Regions from separate parts of the Mus musculus genome. Here region 2 is linked to region 1. The links are chromatin contacts, called in public HiChIP or PLAC-seq maps. All regions are on one chromosome and are shown on one strand. Each heading gives the region's core, a stretch centred on a gene start, on an enhancer-like site or on the middle of the called end of the contact. The rest is flanking DNA. Distances are from core to core; before and after follow the strand shown. Region 1 holds the start of Rexo1 (REX1, RNA exonuclease 1). Region 2 holds the start of Adamtsl5 (ADAMTS-like 5).

What was found. HiChIP or PLAC-seq counts read pairs in DNA pulled down with a chosen protein or histone mark.
Region 2: a contact with region 1 is called in a FOXA1 HiChIP or PLAC-seq map of pancreatic cancer cells. The contact joins the promoter of Adamtsl5 here to the promoter of Rexo1 in region 1. A contact is called at or near these places in 14 of 39 promoter capture datasets (the 3T3-L1 cell line, 3T3-L1-derived adipocytes, the C10 cell line and 9 more), 2 of 15 datasets of contacts at CTCF or cohesin (embryonic stem cells and large pre-B cells), 9 of 484 Hi-C or Micro-C datasets (the G1E-ER4 cell line, bone marrow-derived macrophages, cortical neurons and 4 more), 11 of 115 datasets of contacts at active chromatin or transcription factors (embryonic basal ganglia, embryonic hindbrain, embryonic stem cells and 7 more) and 3 of 9 other capture datasets (adipose tissue, liver and macrophages).

Annotation. Positions count from the first base shown.
Region 1 is chr10:80,559,865-80,563,068 of GRCm38.p6, forward strand. Rexo1 (REX1, RNA exonuclease 1) reads right to left here and starts at 1,696. Exons shown (of 15, transcript NM_025852.3): 1 at 1,400-1,696. The coding sequence starts at 1,556.
Region 2 is chr10:80,346,978-80,350,181 of GRCm38.p6, forward strand. Adamtsl5 (ADAMTS-like 5) reads right to left here and starts at 1,471. Exons shown (of 13, transcript NM_001285435.1): 1 at 1,379-1,471; 2 at 580-648.

The DNA.
Region 1 (3,204 bases), core at 446-2,945:
TAAATGCTCGATATATATATATATGTATATATATATATACACACACACACACACATATATATATACCATTATTTAAATAAAAGACAACAGCTTGAGAGAGAGTGGTCTAAAATAAACCTGGGACCTGGGGGTGGAGTCAGTGGTGAAGTTCACCAAGCCATTTCTAAGGAACAGAGGCCACCAGAGGGGACTAAACGGTACTCTAGTCAACAATGCCCTGTCTCTCTTTTAGAGATGACCACATATGTAACCCAGGCTGGCCTTAAACTCAAAGAGATTCACCTGCCTCTACCTCCTAAATGCTGAAATTAAAGGCATGCACCACCATACCTGGGTGCCATGCCACTTTTTAAAGGTTTTTGTTTTTAATTTCATCCACATGAGAGTTTGCCTGGGTGATTGCATTTGCACCACACATGGCTGGTGCCTTGGAACTGGGTTTACAAACCAGCCATGTGGCTGCTGGTAACCCAATCCAGGGCCTCTGCAACAGTAGCAAGCGTGGCCCCCACCCCTCAGACAGGGACTCACTGGCTATGGATTTCTGGAACAAGGCTTCCTATATAGACCAGGCTGGACTCAAACTCAGAGGTCCACCCGGCAATGCCTCTAGAGAAACGGGACTAAAAGTGTGCACGCAGCAGGCCCAGCCCAAAACAGAAAGTGCTCTTAAATCGGAGCCATCTCTCTAGGCTCTCCAATGTCTTCTTTAAATGCAATTGGAATCCTAAGGGTCCGGTTAGGGCCATCCCAGAACCTAGGAGGTTGCAGCTTCAGGGTCCTGGGTCCAAAACTAGCCTGGCCTACAACAGTAAAAACAAACAAAAGACAAATAACAAAACCTTAATGTCTTTTCTCTAATACAATACTTCCTACACACTGCCTGATCCCTGAGGCCTTCTTCAAAATGTCATCACACTAATTGCGACATGCTCCCTGCCAAGCTCAAAGTCCACACCCGTTCAAGGCAAGGGGGTTTTCCGCTCGACAAACAGCAGGTGCCCCTATGGCCTTGTGCATCCAACTACTGGAGACAGTGGGGGGGGGGGGGGGACTCATCCCAGGAAACTGTCGCGTTCGTAAACAAGGTATGCCACAAGCGCACAGGGTGGCGTGCGTGGTGACGGGAGGGAATGATATATCGTTCGGAACAAGGTGGACAGAATAAGAACCGGAGGAGTTGCACCAAGTCCCCTAGCTTGGGGACGGGGATGCACGGTCTCTCGCTCCGTCGTGACCGTCTTTATGCTTTAATGACCAGAGAGGTCTAGACATTTGCACAGCATCGCGATGGCAGCTAGGAGAGGGACAGCAATCTGACAGTGCGCGGTCTGGCTGAGCAAGGGAAACATGTAGCACGGGCGGGCTGTGGGACCCAGGGCGGTCCTATGGGCTTTACCTGATGCAGGAGATGCTGCGCCGCCGCTACCGGGAGCGCCGGGACCCCGAGCTCCGCGGTGCCGGAAGTGGCAGTAGGGCCGCCGGCAAGGCCCCCCGGGAGCTCCCGCCCAGTATGGGCAGTCGATGGAGCGGAAGAAGCCGGTAGAACGTAGCATGGTCCGTTCCGCAGCGGGGCCCCGGCCCGGAGATACCCGGGACCCCGGGACCCCTCCTCACACTCGCCCCGGAGGCTTCCGCTCGCGCTTTTCGGACCCCGCCGACGCCGCCATCTTGCCCCGAGGCCCCCAGAGGCCCCCGGGACGCTGTCGCTAGGGACGCCGGGAAGGGCTGACTGAAGTGCGCCTGCTTACAATGTCGTCTCCCGCGGAACTGTAGCCGTCGGAAGACCCGAAGCTTAGGACAAGAGAAGCTTTAAAGAACGCGTGATTATATGCTTCTGGTCCTGAGAACCTTCCGGCACCGGACTTTCGCGGGTGCAGCTTCGCAATCTTGAGCCTCAAGCCCCTGAGAAGCCTGGGCTGTCCAGAGTGCGCCTGGCTGGAAATGCACCGCGAGTCTCCGCTGTAATCTTTGGCTATATAAGGCCGTCGTGCGCCCCCCGGAGGACGAGGAGAGCTTCACGGCCAGGGTTTTTGTTTGATTTAGGATTTACTTTCTAATTCTATGTATGTGCAACATGAGTGTTTCTGATTCTCGCTGAAGTCAGAAAAGGGCTTTGGATACCCAGAAATTGGAGCTACTCATGGTTATGAACGGTCATGTGAGTACTGGGAACCGAACCCAAGTCTCCAATTGCTGTAAGTGCTCTTCACCACTGAGCCAACTCTCTAGCCAGGGTCTTAATTGGCTGAGGTGCCTATCCTGAGAAACCTACCTAATTGATGCTCAAATAGTCACCTAACCACGAGGGGTATCAGTGGGGCATTTCTTTTTTCTTTTTGCCGTGCCTAGATACATACACTAGACAAGGGCACTCCAACTAAGCTACACTCTGGAAATATATTTGATTTTTTTTTTTTTGTTTTTTTGTTTTTTTGTTTTTGCTTTGTTCTGGGGTGTTTGGAGGGAGGCGACACTGTGCACCCGCATGCAGAGGTTAGAGGAGCATACAGCTTCCCACCCCTTTGTTTAGTCTTCCATTTTCTTTCCTTTAAGACAGGCTTCTTCACTGAAGTACTTCAGCTGGGCAGGCTGGCTAGCAAGCTCCCAGCATCTGCTTGCCTCCACCCCAAAGCCTAGGGTGGCACTCACCTGGTCATACCCAGCTTTAAATGGGTGCTGGGGATTAGAACTCAGGTCCTGAGACCTGTGCACAGCTTTCTAACCCACTGAGCCCTCTCCCCAACCGCTTTTCTGTTTTGCTTTTGATTGAGGTAAGGTCTCATGTAACACAGACTGGATGGACTTGCCCATTACACAGTGCTGGAGATGAAACGCAAAGCCTTGTGCTTGCTAGACAGTTACTCCAGTCACTGAGCAACATCCCCAGAACCCCTCTTTCTGTTTGTCTGGACAGGGTCTGGCACTGTAGCCTAGACTGATCTTGGACTTCTGACAGTTTTCCTAAATGCTAAGATTACAGGCCTGAGTCACCATGGCCGCCTGCTTTTTAAATTTTTAATCAATTTATTTGGTGTTTATTTTAAAAGATTCTCCTTCTGCACTCCAGGCTCATCTCATTTTCAAATCTATAAAATCCATCTGCCTCAGCCTCTGGGATCCTAGGATTACAGACTTGAGCCAACACATGCAATTTTGGAAGGGTATTCTACCAGCATTTAACAATTCTCACAGAGAGAAGTC
Region 2 (3,204 bases), core at 221-2,720, 210 kb before region 1:
TATAGACAATGTGTTCTTTTATTTTGTTTTTGTTTTTTTTTAAAGATTTTTATTTATTTATTATATGTAAGTACACTGTAGCTGTCTTCAGACACTCCAGAAGAGGGAGTCAGATCCCATTACGGATGGTTGTGAGCCACCATGTGGTTGCTGGGATTTGAACTCAGGACCTTTGGAAGAGCAGTCGGGTGCTCTTACCCACTGAGCCATCTCACCAGCCCCAGTGTGTTCTTTTATAATGCACAAGGAATCCTTTAAGGACAGTTTTTAGGTGGCTGCAAGTTTAGTCACCCCTTTCATCTACCTTCCTGGGTGGCCAGGAACCAACCATTCCATTTCTCCAGGCCTCGGTTTCCCCATCTGTGCAGTGAAAACCCGCGGAACCCCATCCCTGAGTCTCTGAGAGCCTGTAGAGGGATAATTAATGGAGGCTCATCCAGAAACTCAGGGTGGAATGGATGTCCCCCTCCCAGCTGCCCCCCAGCCTCTGGGGACCGCTGTGCTCCCAGGTACCCCATAGCCTAAGGGACCTCCTCCCCACCCCCAACCCCACCCCGTGGCAGGCGCTGGGCGGCTGACCTGGCCTCCTGCCAACACGTGGGTCATGGTCTCATCTGCCAGAGCTGCGGGCTGCGGTGCCTAGAGGATCTGCGGACAAGAAGAGCAGGGTGGGGCTGAGTGGAGGTCTCAGTTTCCCCAACTGTAGAGACCGGATGAAGTCATTCTCAGCCGACGCCCTCCTCCTCGTGATCCCAGCCTGGCAAGACCAGCCAGGAGGGAAGGGAACCAAGATGAAGTGAGTCCCTTCTGGGCCCGGGCCAGGCTCTCTGAAGGGCACACGGGCTCTCAAAGATCTGCAGCCCACAGGGTCCAGGTACCTGAAAAAGGGGTAAGGAGGACAAAAGTACCCCGGCCCGGCTGGAACCAGGGTCTCTCCGGTTGTCAGCCAATCTGATGTCCTTTAGGACACCTTGGGACCGAGATGGCTGTAAATTGGAAACTCACGGGAACTGCTTCAAGACACTCGCCGGACCCTTCCTTCTGCGGGCCCAGAAACTGGGCTGTCCCGGGAAGGAAGGAAGAAGGAGGCTGGGGAAGGCCATCTCATAACCCCCTTCGTGAGGGGGGCTCCTACCCATGTCTGTCAATGCCCTCTCCCGAGCACCGCATCTAGCACTGCATCCCTCTCCCGCATTGGTGCACCAGTCACTGGGGTGTCGGTCTCCTGAGTTTCAGTCCCATCCCGTAGGAAGTGCGACCCCCAAACTCACCCACCATCCTAGGGATTGCTGCTTTCGCTCCGAGCAGGGAAAGAAACCAATCTCATCCCCGCCGCCACACCGGGTGGAATAGTGGCAGGATGGGAAGAGGGACTTACCATCTGCTGAGAGCCCAAGGCAATACGTCCAAGTTTCCCCGGGACGCCCCGGGGACTGGCGGAAGCGGCGGGGCCCCAAAGTGCGGGACTGCGAACTCGGTCGATCCCTCCCACCCGGGCCTCCTAGGCGCGCCCAGGCTGGGGTCACCGAGGGCGCAGGCCAAGGGCGCCCTCGTGCGGCAGGAGAGGGCGCACGCGTTGGGCCCGGACCTGCGGCAGGGGGCTGACCTACTGTGTCTGACAGCGCAGCTCAGCGGCCCAGCGTTGGTCCTGATATCCTGGGTGCCAGTGACCTTGGGAAGTGCAGCTGCGGGGCGGTGCGCGGGGGTGACTGGACTGCTATTCCGGGCGCCGCGCTCAGGGCCAGGGAATGTGCCTAGCGCTGGGGCTTGGGGTGGGATAGTCCATGCCAGGGCGCCCTCTCACTCTCAGTACCCCGTCCTGCTCCGTAGCACCCCGCAGCCAGATACGCCAGATTTCCTCTCCTCATCCCCATCACCCACTCAGGCCAGGCTCCTAGCTCTGTCCCAACAATCCCTGGGACCCCAACCCAGGTCTCCATCATCCCTGCAACTGGGACTTCCCACCCCGTCCCTGTTACCCCCAATTAGACCTCTCCACGCTGGTCCACATCATTCCCCAGTTAGACCTTCCTGCCTTGGTTCGCATCTCCACCCCCCCCGCCCCCCGACTCCTCACTCGAGTCCCAAGCATCCCCTCACGAGGCCCCGCGCGCCCGCTGGGGGCGGAGGGACCCTCCCTGCCCCACATTCCCAGGCGCTGCCGTCACCAATGCTCCACCCGGTCCCGCCCTCTAGGCCTGGACGCCAGTGCTGCTTCTCTCCACTGGTTTTGGCCTCAAGCCCTCCGCCTCAGTTTCCCATTCCCGGCACTCTGCCAGCCTCTTGTGGACCCCCTGACCCCATCGCCTTCGTGTAGCCTCCCGGCAGCCGGGCAGAAGGACGCCGCACTGCGATGATCAGTGCTGTGTGGACCATGCTATTCCTGGGCGCTGAACTCGCCTCCTCTAGGAAGCCCACCTGGCTGACCTCTGGCCCGCTTTCCTCACAGGGCACGGTGCCTGCTGTATGCACTCCCTGAAAAGCAGACTGCCTGCAGTATTTACTACACATAGAGGACAGTGTCTGCTGTATACACCTGCCTCAGGGAGGTCCTCTGGACAGGGCTCAGCACAGGACAGCCGCTGGAAACATCTCTGAGTGTGACCACTCCGTGACATTATTATGCAAGTCACTGTGTGCACACAGCTATGGCCCAGCAGCCAAGCCCAGTGTGGGGAGGTGGCCATGCATGGCCATGACTCCGATTTCTGACACCCATCATCCTGTTGAAGAAAAGATGCTAAGGCCAGGCATGGGCTGTGAGGAGAACCCCTACAGAACATATAACCACTAAAGGGGCTAGAGGCAAGGGTGGCCTAGCCAGGGTCAGCAGGAGAATGAGAGACAATCCTGACGTCCTGCTGTGAAAGGAAGGGACCTCAGCAAAGCAAAGATGAGGACCGTGTTAGGGAGAGAGAGGGGCCCGTGCAGTAGGAGTTCTGTTCTGGTATACAGTAGGCATGCACTCTGTCCTGGTATACAGTAGGCATGCACTCTGCATGGAGGATATACAGCAGACATAGATTTACAGGAGAAAATATGCAACAGATATACTATCCAGGTAGTGCACATAGTAGGCACTGAAGGGGAGTATACATTAGGTGCCCCGTCCTTCATGATACAAGTGTGCAGGAAACACTGTGTCTGGCAGAGCGAGCATATAGCTCACAGTATATACAATAGGTGCATATGTACAATAGGCCC